2 separate regions of the Zea mays genome follow, and region 1 is linked to region 2. Evidence: chromatin contacts called from public Hi-C data. All regions are on one chromosome and are shown on one strand. The core of a region is the stretch at or near the end of the contact, and the rest is flanking DNA. Distances in the headings are between cores, read along the strand shown.

Region 1 (5,950 bases), core at 3,339-5,838, 250 kb after region 2:
GACATGCTTCTGACCCGATGTTGTAATGTGCCCTTGGTGCAACTTCTTGGAATAATAGGAGAAGTTATCTTGTTTTTTGTGTTTTGTGGATGATACTGTTTGCGTTGCTCGTTGGAGCCTAATCTTTTGAGCCCTTACTCATGCGTGATCCGAGTCACGAAGCCTACTAGCATTCGTGAAGGGGACTACAATTCATGTCTCCATGACATCCCAGCCCATGCGTGCGAGATCGTAGGGCTCGGGATTTCACTGGGACGCATCAGTGGCCTTTGCCACCGTGCTGCCTCACATCAATGGTAATTTCCAGAATGCCATCAGTCTGGTTGAGAGTTCGTCAGGTGCGGATCTACACCCATTACTGGGTGATTTTGACGCTGTTGCGATCGTCACGCTGGGGCGGTGTTTGTGAAGGAAGTAATTGGGCAATCGTTTGTAGTCTCCTGATTCATTACCTTTCGTGGCTTCTCGTGTGACTCGGTCATTTTGATAATGTGTATGGTTTCCGCCCCCTGACCATGCCTTGTCTTGAGCCCTCCTTGGGTCTAGGGGGTGTAATCCGTGCAACTTTTGTTCATCTGCACACTCGTGCAGGGTGAGCCCCCTAGCCTCTACTCGATGTAGAGGTCCGTCTAGGGGGATTCTCCCATCTTTTTGGTTTTACTCTCCCCTGCGCATCCGCTTAGTGGGAATGAGGGGAGCTAAGCAGTACCATGCTTTCCTGGATGGGCTAGCAATGACGCTCTATGAGCTTCAAATATGTAATTCGAGTGAGGCCTTGGTTCCTTTCGCAAGATCCAAGCGTGGGGTCCGCTGGGGACCGTCCTAATACTCCCGATCACTAACTCATATAGTTGTTAGTTCCATTTGATCGGAACTGATAGCTTGCTACCTCTCTCCGCGATAAACCATGAGTTAGACTCTCCTAGGACTCGAACACGAGTTGGTGACGCCCTCAACGTTTCGTATGTCAGGGTCCTGGGCGCTAGTGTGCCCGTCTTCGGCTGCCCCTCACTCTATTTTCGCTGGAGCGGCCATGAGCCCTTCGCGGACCGACATTTGAACTCCAGAAATTAACGGACGCCTTGCCATGAGTTTTTCGCTCTTCGATCCCTACCAAAGGAATTTGAACGGGTTCGGTTGCTTACCGAAAATTGATCCTTTGTCGTTCGTCTAGTTCCTTAGGCCACAGCGTTCTCAAAGGGTGGCTTGGTCAATTCTTGCTCCCTTTGAATTTATTGAGATCCTGCATGAGTCGGGTAGACAACAAAGAAATAGAGAGATATTAGCGTGGCCATGTTTACTTGCAAGAGTAAAAATGTCATGGCCTATTGCTCGGTGTGGTTCGTCGTGTTGTGCCCTGCCTACGGCCTGCGCACTCAGGCCTAGTCTCGATGGGTCATGAGTGTGTCGCTGGCGGGAGTATGTGTGGGCCATAAATGCGCCACAGTCAGAGGGGATCGTAGGTCATGAGTGCTCTAGCCCGAGGGGTTCGTAGGTCATGAGTGGGAGGCGGACCGGCGCCTCTACTATGCGGCCGGTCATTTATGACGGGTCGTCCCGGGCCATGCGCGGTATCCACTCGAGTGGTTTCCCTTCGACGCGCCCGGCGTCACCCTGTTAGATTATGTCACGCCCAACCCTAGGCTCGGTGCCGCGGGGTTCGTATGGGGGCGGGTTCTTCCAGAGTAGACGTTACTTATCTCCTCCAGCCGACCAGCGGGCCCCAGTTGCCAGAGGCCTTTCCCAGTGTGCTCGCTAACCAATGGGCCCGAGGGACCGTGGATCGTATCCCCGACACTTGGTGATCTAACCAATTTATTTTACCCAACAAACAAAACTAATGGGGTGTTTGAATGCACTAGAGCTAATAGTTAGAGCAACTCCAAGAGTTTCCCAAAATTTTGTTCCCCAAAATCTCATATTGGTGGCTGCTAAAAAGAAAATTATGCTAAAAAAGTAAAACCCCACAGCAGACTGCTAATAAATGGCCTCTATTTTTTAAAAAAAAATGGCCACCCCATGATGGGCCAGTAAATGCTATCTTGGACTGATTTCGTCAGAAATGTTGTTCTATGCATGACGAAGAATGAGGGGTCAACCAAATATCTTGTTCTTCTCTTCCCCAGATCGACCCGTCTCCCTGTCGGTCCCTGCCCGCTTCGAGCCACCGTAGCAAGTAGCATGGGCCTTGCCTCTCCTCCCTCTCCGAATCCAGCCTTAGCTTCTGGTAGAGCAGCTCATTCTCCTAGATGGTGCCACCGCTGTCGCAGGGTTGTGGGGTGCAGCAGCAGCTCTTCTTCCTCCTACTCGTGCTCCATGTTCTCGCTGCCCGCGCTGCAAGGAGGTCGACGAAGGCGCCACCAGCGCTGGAAGGAGGTAAGGCGACGGTGGCGATTGATTCACAGAGGTCGCCAAGCTAGCGCTCCGTAGCGTGTGGGGCTTCGGCTCTGACAGACTCGCCGATGAAGGTACCGCGACGGTGGTCGACGCGTAGCCCAGGGACCCCCTCTCCAGGTTGGTTCACCTCCAAATCCTTCATGTCGTCGCCGCCTCCATCGCAGATGCCTCTCCCGCCACAGCTTGCCGCGCGCATGGGTGGATTGGGGAGGTTCTGGCCTCACGCAAATATACAGGAAGAAACGTTGTCGATGCAGGACCGCGAAAAGATTGGGGGAAGAAGAGGTACCTGTTGGGAGAGGAGAAAACATGTTTTTCTCCCTAAAGATGTTTTTCGGGTTGGTTTTAGCACTCTCTTGGAGTTGCTCTTAGTTGGCTAAAAAATTGCTAGTTTAGCTAACTATTAACTAATTTACTAAAAATAGATCTATTAGCTAGGGTGTTTGGATATCTTCAGCTAATTTTAGCCGCTAACTATTAACTCTAGTGCATTAAGCATCCTAAATAGTAAGAAATGATATGGTTACAGACGACCTTATTTTTTAAATCAAACGCGTCCTAAGTCTTTTTTTTCTATGTCACTCTAATTATTTCGCAATCAATTCATTTACCAACATCATGTAATGGAGTAGGAAACCTCCATGTAAATGTAGCCATCTCATTAAACTATCTCCAGCTACTATATCCATATTTAAACTCTATTATATGAACAATACAGTCTATAGTACAGAACAATACAAAAACAATATTTTAGGTAAACCCATCCTGACAAGCGATGGATCATGGCAGCTTGCATGACATTGAGCCGGGTCCATGCAGCCTCATTCACCACGTAATTACATTACAGTACTGTTTTCTCTTCATTGTTTAGCTTATTTTGCTCGTTTTGGTAGTATATATCTTTCCTCTCCGATCCAATTTCTTCATGTTTTACTGGGCCGGCCCATGAGCTTGTGGTAATACCCAACTTGTAGATAATAAAAAAAAAGAATTAATCTTCTTATGTGTATTGCTCTCTATTCATGAGAAATATTAATAATCATATTTAAAGTGCCTAAATTAACTAAAGCTACATAAATAATCTATGCATCATGTTGGAGATTTTGCTTGTGCACTTAATTATAATAATAATGAGATATTAATGCTGAAATTAGGGTTTAACTTAATTTGAAATCTAGAAAATTGTAAGTGGCATAGAAAAGAAAGTGGAAAGAATATACACTATAAAAAAACATATATATAAATAAATATATCTTTTCATGCTGGTATTTTGATTTGTGCATTTAATCTAATTGTGAAATTCACAAAAAATTTGAATTCAAATTTGAGATTTAAAAATAAAAAGAAAAGAAAACAGAAAGGAAAAGAAAAAGAAAAAAATATAAAACGCCGCATGGGCCAAAACCCTGGGTCGGCCCACCTCCTCTCCTCCCGCACGGCCCAGCTGGGAGCTCCGCACCCTGATAGGTGGGCCCAACCTGTCCGTCACTTGGTCGCGCGCGCTCCGGGGTTCGCGGACGCTGACATGTCGACCCCACGTGACAGTGGCTCACTACCGCTCGGCCGTTGTCATGAGGCTGGTCTTTGGGCCCTCGCTGCCAGCTCCTGCGTGTAACTACCGGCGCGAAGCTCACGCAACGGCCGCCACGCGCGCCGCTGACCCCAGCGTGGCCGTCGTGGTCGTAGCTCCTCGCCTACAAATAGGGGGAACCCTGGCAACGCACACCCCCCACCCGAACACACAAAGCCATCGGAGCGCCACCAGGAGAGACTCGCCGCGAGCAGAGGAGTGATCTGAGGGCGGCCGCCGTCGGTGAACTCTTGACGCCATCGTTGGGGCTTCGGTGTGGAATTTGGGTGCTGTGCTGGGCATCAAGAGCATGTTGGTGGCCTTGGCGGGGGTCGCGGTGCATCGAGAACGGGCGAATTTCTCGCCGTCGTCGCGTCGCCACCGCGGTTCCGCCCTTCACCGTGGGCTGCTGCACCTCCTACGTGCACCTCGGTGAGAACGACCCTCATCGCTTCGTACTGTTATCCTCTACATGTAGCATAGGGTGGATTAGGGGATAGCCGTGGAGATCGCCGTAGCGCGTGGTCCGGCCATGGCGCCACCGCGAGCAATAATCCCCAGCGGCCAGAGTTAGGCGGGTGTGACCAAGAGCACGCTTGCCGTCGGTTTTTTTATCTACGGCTCACATTCAATCGGGGTAGTGACGGGAGTAGATACATCCGTGTCGTCGATGGTGTAGTGAGCGACGCAGATTAGATCTGAGTATTTTAAATCGTGACCGCTAAGCACAGATCAAACGGATCCCGTTGAGTAGTGTTGAAAACGGACAGGTAAAATCTCGTCCCGACTCGTACCATTTTCTATATTTGATTCGATCATTTTCGTATTTACGGAAAAATATAGAAACGAGACGGAAACGGGAGAGGGTTTATTCCGTCTGTTTTTGTGGGATCCCGTTTTTGTCCGGATTGAACCCGTATTTATTCCGTATTTGATAAATATGGGACGAGTCTAATATGCATTAGTATATAAACTAAAGTCTCGTGTCTTTAGGTGACAAATTATAGCACAAGTGGCCATTGTAAACATCGACTCTTTTCAATGACAAGTGGTATAAAGTCTTAAACAACATCAGATGTAGCTAAATGTATACTATTAGCAACCAAACAACAATAGAATGTTGTCTCTCTATATCTATTTGTTTTAAGTTATTGTCCTACCAATCAATCACTAGTCAAAATCAATATCGTTTCTTTTTGTATTAAATTGTGAGTTTTTGTTAGTATTTCCGTTTCCGTTCGTTTTCGCAATTCCGTTTATCCCGCTCCCGTTTCCGTTCCCGACTACTCCGGACCTGATCCAGTTTCCGATGATAAAACGCGGATACGGAAACGGGAGAGGGGTTTTTCCGTCTGTTTCCGTCCGTTTTCATCCCTACCGTTGAGTACCGATGGGGTTGATCTAATCTGGGGCACACTTTTTGATCTAACGGCCAAGGACCCTTCATACCCTTTCAGCCAGTCTTTGCAAAAGATTCCTCGACTTTTTAAGCAATCAACCCGTCGTCCACACTGAGTACAAAGTAATTACCATAGGGCCCTGGTTTTTTTAAAATAACCCCTGGACTTTCTCATTTTTTATGCCACAGTCCAATTTGATGTCGGATTTAATAAATTAAAATAGAAAATGATTTTTAGTATTAAAATAATTTTAGAAACTTGTTTAAATCATAGTAAATCTATTTTAATTTCTTTTTTATCAATTCCAGTTGCATTAATTTTGTATTAATATTGTCTATCACCTGGTAACTCTGTTTTATCGTGCAACATAGATTAAAATTATCCACTTAGGTTATTCTATACCAAACACTTAAAACTTTATAAAATCATAACTCTTTAATCGTAACTCCGAATTTAGTGATTCTCGAACCTATGATCTCGTTACGATGAGTAGAATATTATTATGCAGTATGTTCTCATGTTTGGTGTGATGTTAATTTTTTATGTACCATGTTTGTTTGTATTGTTGCGAGTAGACGGGCAG
Region 2 (5,354 bases), core at 1,331-3,830:
TCAGTTATCTTTCAAAATAAAGTGGACTCCCCATTCCCAACCTTCCTGTAAAAGAAGGTAGAGAAGTAGACCTTGACCTTCTTAGGTACTTGCATAGGAATAATGGCCCATGGCTGGCCAGGTTCAGATTTTTCCATCCAGAGCCACCTCATACGTAGTGCCCAAGCCATCTCCTTAAGGCTTGCAATCCCCAGGCCGCCCAGCTCCAAAGGTCGACACACCTTGTCCCAAGCCACAACACAATGCCCCCCTTTAGCCTCTTTCCTGCCCCTCCAGAGAAAACCTTTCCTGATTTTATCAATCGCTTTCAAGGCCCACTAAGGCAAGTCAACAGCCATAGCAAGGTAGACAACCATACTAGTAAGGACACACTGAATCATAATTTTCCTCCTAGCCTGATTCATCAGGTCAGCCTTCCAAGAGGGGCGTTGAGCAGCAATCTTGTCAATGACTAGTTGGATATTATTTCTAGGAAGTTTTCTCAGGGAAAAAGGAACTCCAAGGTATCTGCACGGAAAATCAGCAATCTGACAAGGTAGCATACTTGGTCATCCCCTTGTTTTCTTTTATATAGTCTCGAGTACATAGGGAAAATAGTATTATAGTAGCAAATAGAAGTACAAGTTCAACATAAACCAACAAAATAGACTTAAAGTCCAACATAAGTGATAGTAATAGATAACACTCTCATCTCTCAATAGCCATCGTCAAACTCATCATTGAGTGTAGGAGGGTTCTCTTCTCCATCATCTTCCGCCTCGTTCGCCTCATCACTATCACTCACATTAATATCCATATTTAGAGAACTGAAACTGAGTTAACTGACGAAGAACACTAGCAGTTGACTGACTAAGAAAACTGAGTTAACTAAAACTGAGTTAATTGAAACAGAGAGAGCAGAGAGGAGAGATAACAGAGAAAGCAGAGAAGGGAGATAACAGAGACAGCAGAGAGGGAAGAGAGCATTGGGGGAAGGGAGGGGCTCGCCGCGGAGGGGAGGGCAGAGCCGTGGAGGGAAGGGGGAGCTCGCCGGCGCGGCAGGGCCGCTGGAGATCCGGAGCGCTGCCTTCTTCGCGTTCTCAGCGTCTTTAGCTGCTTAAGGTACCCAGGCCTGCCCTACAGCCATCCAAGGCGTCCGCAAAGCATCTCTAAGGTGATGCTCAAGGCGACAGGTCGACGCCTTATTGTCTAAGGCGGACGCCTTAGTCGCGGACGCAAGGCAAGGCAGACACCTTGCCCTAAACCTCGCTTAAGCGACGTCTTAACAACTATGATTGAAAGCTCAATAGTTTTTGCACTACTGTAAGGATGAAAACTAGAACTTGTTACTTGCCATATTCAGAATATCAACTAGTGTAAACAGTCCTCTGAAGTATACCATGAATGCAATCATCAGAAAACTTTTGCTAACTACATTTATGGTATCTCACTTAAAAAACTTTTAACCATTTTGAATTAACAAAAAACATCAAAATTACAAGTTTGGGGGAACTACAGTGAATTCCTAATTCATTAGTTTATTTATACTACAGGTAAATCATTAGTGTATTACTAACCGGATTTGTGATGTCATAGACAACAATGGCGGCGGCTGCACCCCTATAATACATGGGGGCCAAGCTATGATACCTCTCCTGCCCAGCAGTATCCCAGATTTCAAACTTAACAGTCTCATCATTTACCGCTAAGGTCTGGGAAAAGAAAGCTGCTCCGATTGTTGATTCCTACAAAGATGAACCAATGTATCAGAGCAAACACTAATGGTCCACTCTCTCAGCACGAGAAGCATTTCTATAGGTTCACCTGGAATTCAACAAACTGTCCCTTGACAAACCGAAGAACCAAGCTAGATTTGCCAGCGCCTACATCTCCAAGAAGAACCTGACAAAATGAAATATAATGAAACACTGGTATTCACATGACGAATGATCAAAATGCAAACTGCGAGCTGCCTAAAACCTCAAGCAAGAGAACTTATTTAACGACAGGGGCCATTTAGCAGTTCAGTTACCAACTTACACCGGTATAGAAGGTCAACTAAACTGATCACTCACATTTGACAACCTTACCAGCTAAAATTACGATTACTGTTTATCTGCACATAAGTTACTAAGAAGCCAAAATACTTATCCAGAAGCATAAATTAGAGAATTCACAAAAAAGGCATAAATAAATTCTTAAAAACTTCCATCAACAACTATAAACGCAGGGACCCGTCGGTTAGTCCCGGCGCAATAATCCACAGGCAAAGAAAGTATACGATCGCAACAACGCCACGCGCTAAGCACCAAGCAGCCCAGTATTGGCGATCAAGATCGGCCGGCCGCGACCCGATCTGCGGCGAAACCAATAACTGAATTTGAGCGCTCCGGACAGGAATCGCACCAGCTTGGCGTTGCGGATCTTGTTCCCGAAGTTGGCCGCCATCGAATTCGATGGCTGATGGCGGAACTGCGGCCGGGCCTCCGACGAGATCAAACCGCACGAAAAGGAACCGGGCTGGGGAATTTCTAGTTGTTTGCTTCCGCCGTTCCCGTGTTCCGTTGGTGGTATATGGTTCATTGTTTTCCCAGAAAAAAAGGGTTTCCACTGTAACCCTTGCAAAATTACGTTATTGCCCGGGGCTGTTCAACCTACGGAAGGTTTGGTGTCTCGAGGTGTGGGGTGAGGTGGGTTTTGAGTTTTTTTATATTTTAGGGCTAGTTTAGTAATCCCATTTTTTAAGGATTTTTATTTTCCCAAGGTAAATTAGTTTATTTTTTCTTTGAAAAATAAAATTCCTTTGAAAAAATGGAGTTTTCAAACTAGCCCTTAACACTCACTAGTCGGTTGCCCGTGCGTTGCGATGGCTTACAACAATACCCACTTAAACTATCCATAAAAAAATTTCAAGATTTTTTATTGATTGTCTCCGCTCTCTGTATAATATATTTTTTGATTTGGCTAACTGATGTTATTGTTTACTCCATGCAAATATGTTTTGGTACAACACGGGCAATGAAGTGAACGATTAGAAGAGAGTTCACAACGATTGACTGAATGAACAGAGATTATAAAATGACATAATTCCATCATACAGAGACCAAATAAGAGAAAGTTTTTGAGATCAAGTTTCTAAAATATGTCCCATGAAGTCAAACTTATAAAAAAGATAGATCAAAATATGGAATGATTGCTAAAGTCAGGCATTAATAAAAACTGGATGCGCTCCATATAAATTACGCCACTTCGTAGCAATTACTAACGTTTAAAACCAACAAATAACCTTTCATTTTGTTGTTAGTGTGACAAATCATTGCTGCTCTATCCAATTCAGCAACCTCAAACACCATGTAGTCCATTGCGCCAATGTGGTCTCAAAAACGACCTAATGCTTGCAAGAGCAAAGAACGTTGTGCCGTGCTTGGGCTGTAGCCTCGGCCCGTAGTGCTGGTCCGGCCCGACACGATTATTTTTTTATTTTACAAAAAAACGTATATACCTATATACAATTTATATTCAATATTAAAAACATCTTAGCGTGATGTTCTACTGGTTAGACAGTTTCACTCAATGTATCTCGGCCTTCTTCCATCAGGGCATGGGTTCGAACCCTACCTCCCGCACCGTTTTTTAACATTTTACGCTGATTTAATTAAATGGATCGACGGGCTAACGGGCTGGCCCGACACAGTTAGCAGGTCGGCATGACGTGCCTATGCCATAGTTGTGGTCCGCGTGCACCTAGCCCGTGTCGGACGTCGTTACGCTGATTTAATTAAATAGATCGACGGGCTAACGGGCTGGCCCAACACAGTTAGCAGACCGACATGACGTGCCTGTGCCATATTTGTGGCTCGCGTGCATCTAGCCCGTGTCGGGCGTCGTTTGGCATCTATAGACGCTGATTTAATTAAATGGATCGACGGGCTAACGGGCTGGCCCGATACAGTTAGCAGGTCACCGGCATGACATGCATGTGCCATAGTTGTAGCCCGCGTGCATCTAGCCCGTGTCGGGCGTCGTTTGGCATCTATAGACGTGCAACAGATTAATTTGAAATAGTTGTGAGGGGTTATTTGTAAAAAAAATGACGCATGACGACCGTTGAAACTGGTGCTTTAAGTATAGTATAGATTTAACTGGCTTCTTTCTTCTAGTGTTCAAATCTAATTTCTTAGTACTTATAAACTAATATCTTCTCTAAAATAGAATTAATTGCCTTTTACTTTCTTTTCTTTTATCTTCTTATTTTTTCTAGCCCTAAATATCATGTAGATAGGACTTTAATGAAATCAGTGAGATCTGAGTGTTACCTTGCATAACTTCTTTTCCTTTTGTTGTTCCTAGACGATTTGAGTGTAGAAATCAGTTCTTGGCCCTATATAATTGTTATTGTGCTGGATTTGGTTACATAATTATCTGAATGTATAGGATATAGAGCTGTACACATCCAGACAACTTAAACTGTTTACACATATCATATTTTAGGTGTCTATGTGGCCCTGCCTGGGACAACTGTTAGCTAATAGTTGAACTATTAACTAGATTGTTTAGACGTACACAGCTAATTTTAACAGCTAACTATTAGTTTTAGTATATTAAAACAACTCCTCAGTCTTATATAGTGTACAGTAATCAAGATGAATGAGAACGGCTACAACACCCTTGTGTTTAGTTTAGCCAATTGAAATTACATAGTACATATATTTTATTGCAAAGTTTTGTGTTTTTATTATTCACGCATCATTTTCCCTTCCTGTTGGTAGTTGTTGATATTTATATTTTGTTCTTACTTCTAAGATGTGGTTAAAGGTATCGATTGCCTGATAAATATTTTTTTGAATTTCCTCAAGTCAATTTCTTGATACTTCAATTCATCAATGGAGTGGTTACAGATGAATAAGTACTTTCACGTTGTGGTTAAAAGGGTTGAACGGGATGGCTGGAAATTTGTATTGCTTGCCAGATTCTCTGATTTACCTTCCTACATCATCAACTACTCCCTATCAGCCATAGATGCTCGATATTATGAGATAATAATCCATACGATCTGCAGTTTGGAAACAAAATTGCTAAGGGTGTTTCAGTCATTAAAGTTAGTAAAAATAAAAAAGAGAGTAAAAAGGAACTTAATTATATTTTAAAGAAGAGATTAACTTATAAGTACTATTTTAGAGAAGGTAGATTTAAGAATACTGGAAGACAGAAGCCAGCTTAAATCTCTACAACTCTGTTTGGTTGGGCTGTGGCTGTGAAAAAAGTTGCTGTGAGCTGTGAGCTGTGGAAAAAGCTGCTGTAGGCTGTAAGCTGTTAAAAAGCTAAAAACTGTTTGATGAAAACCACTAAAAGTCGTTAAAAATTCTTCGATATAT

What was found. Hi-C and Micro-C count contacts between places; a contact is called where the count stands out from the background.
Region 1: a Hi-C map of leaf shows a contact between it and region 2, with 2.8 times the contacts expected there. The contact joins the enhancer-like site here to the promoter of LOC100281304 in region 2. A contact is called at or near these places in 6 of 25 Hi-C or Micro-C datasets (bundle sheath, endosperm, leaf and 1 more).

What each region holds. Positions count from the first base shown.
Region 1 is chr1:308,163,168-308,169,117 of Zm-B73-REFERENCE-NAM-5.0, forward strand. No RefSeq gene overlaps it. Among protein-coding and RNA genes, the nearest start is that of LOC103644362, 27 kb to the right of the region's middle. Within about 2 kb of position 4,589, at least 18 of the 20 cell types and tissues checked have an H3K27ac peak or open chromatin away from gene starts, as enhancers often do. A contact at or near this core is called in bundle sheath, endosperm, leaf and 1 more, where this site is marked.
Region 2 is chr1:307,911,384-307,916,737 of Zm-B73-REFERENCE-NAM-5.0, forward strand. LOC100281304 (ras-related protein RHN1) reads right to left here and starts at 2,581. Exons shown (of 7, transcript NM_001291637.2): 1 at 2,386-2,581; 2 at 1,804-1,881; 3 at 1,557-1,724. The coding sequence starts at 2,562. LOC103645741 (transmembrane 9 superfamily member 12) reads left to right here and starts at 4,783. Exons shown (of 3, transcript XM_020544699.2): 1 at 4,783-4,794. The coding sequence starts at 4,783.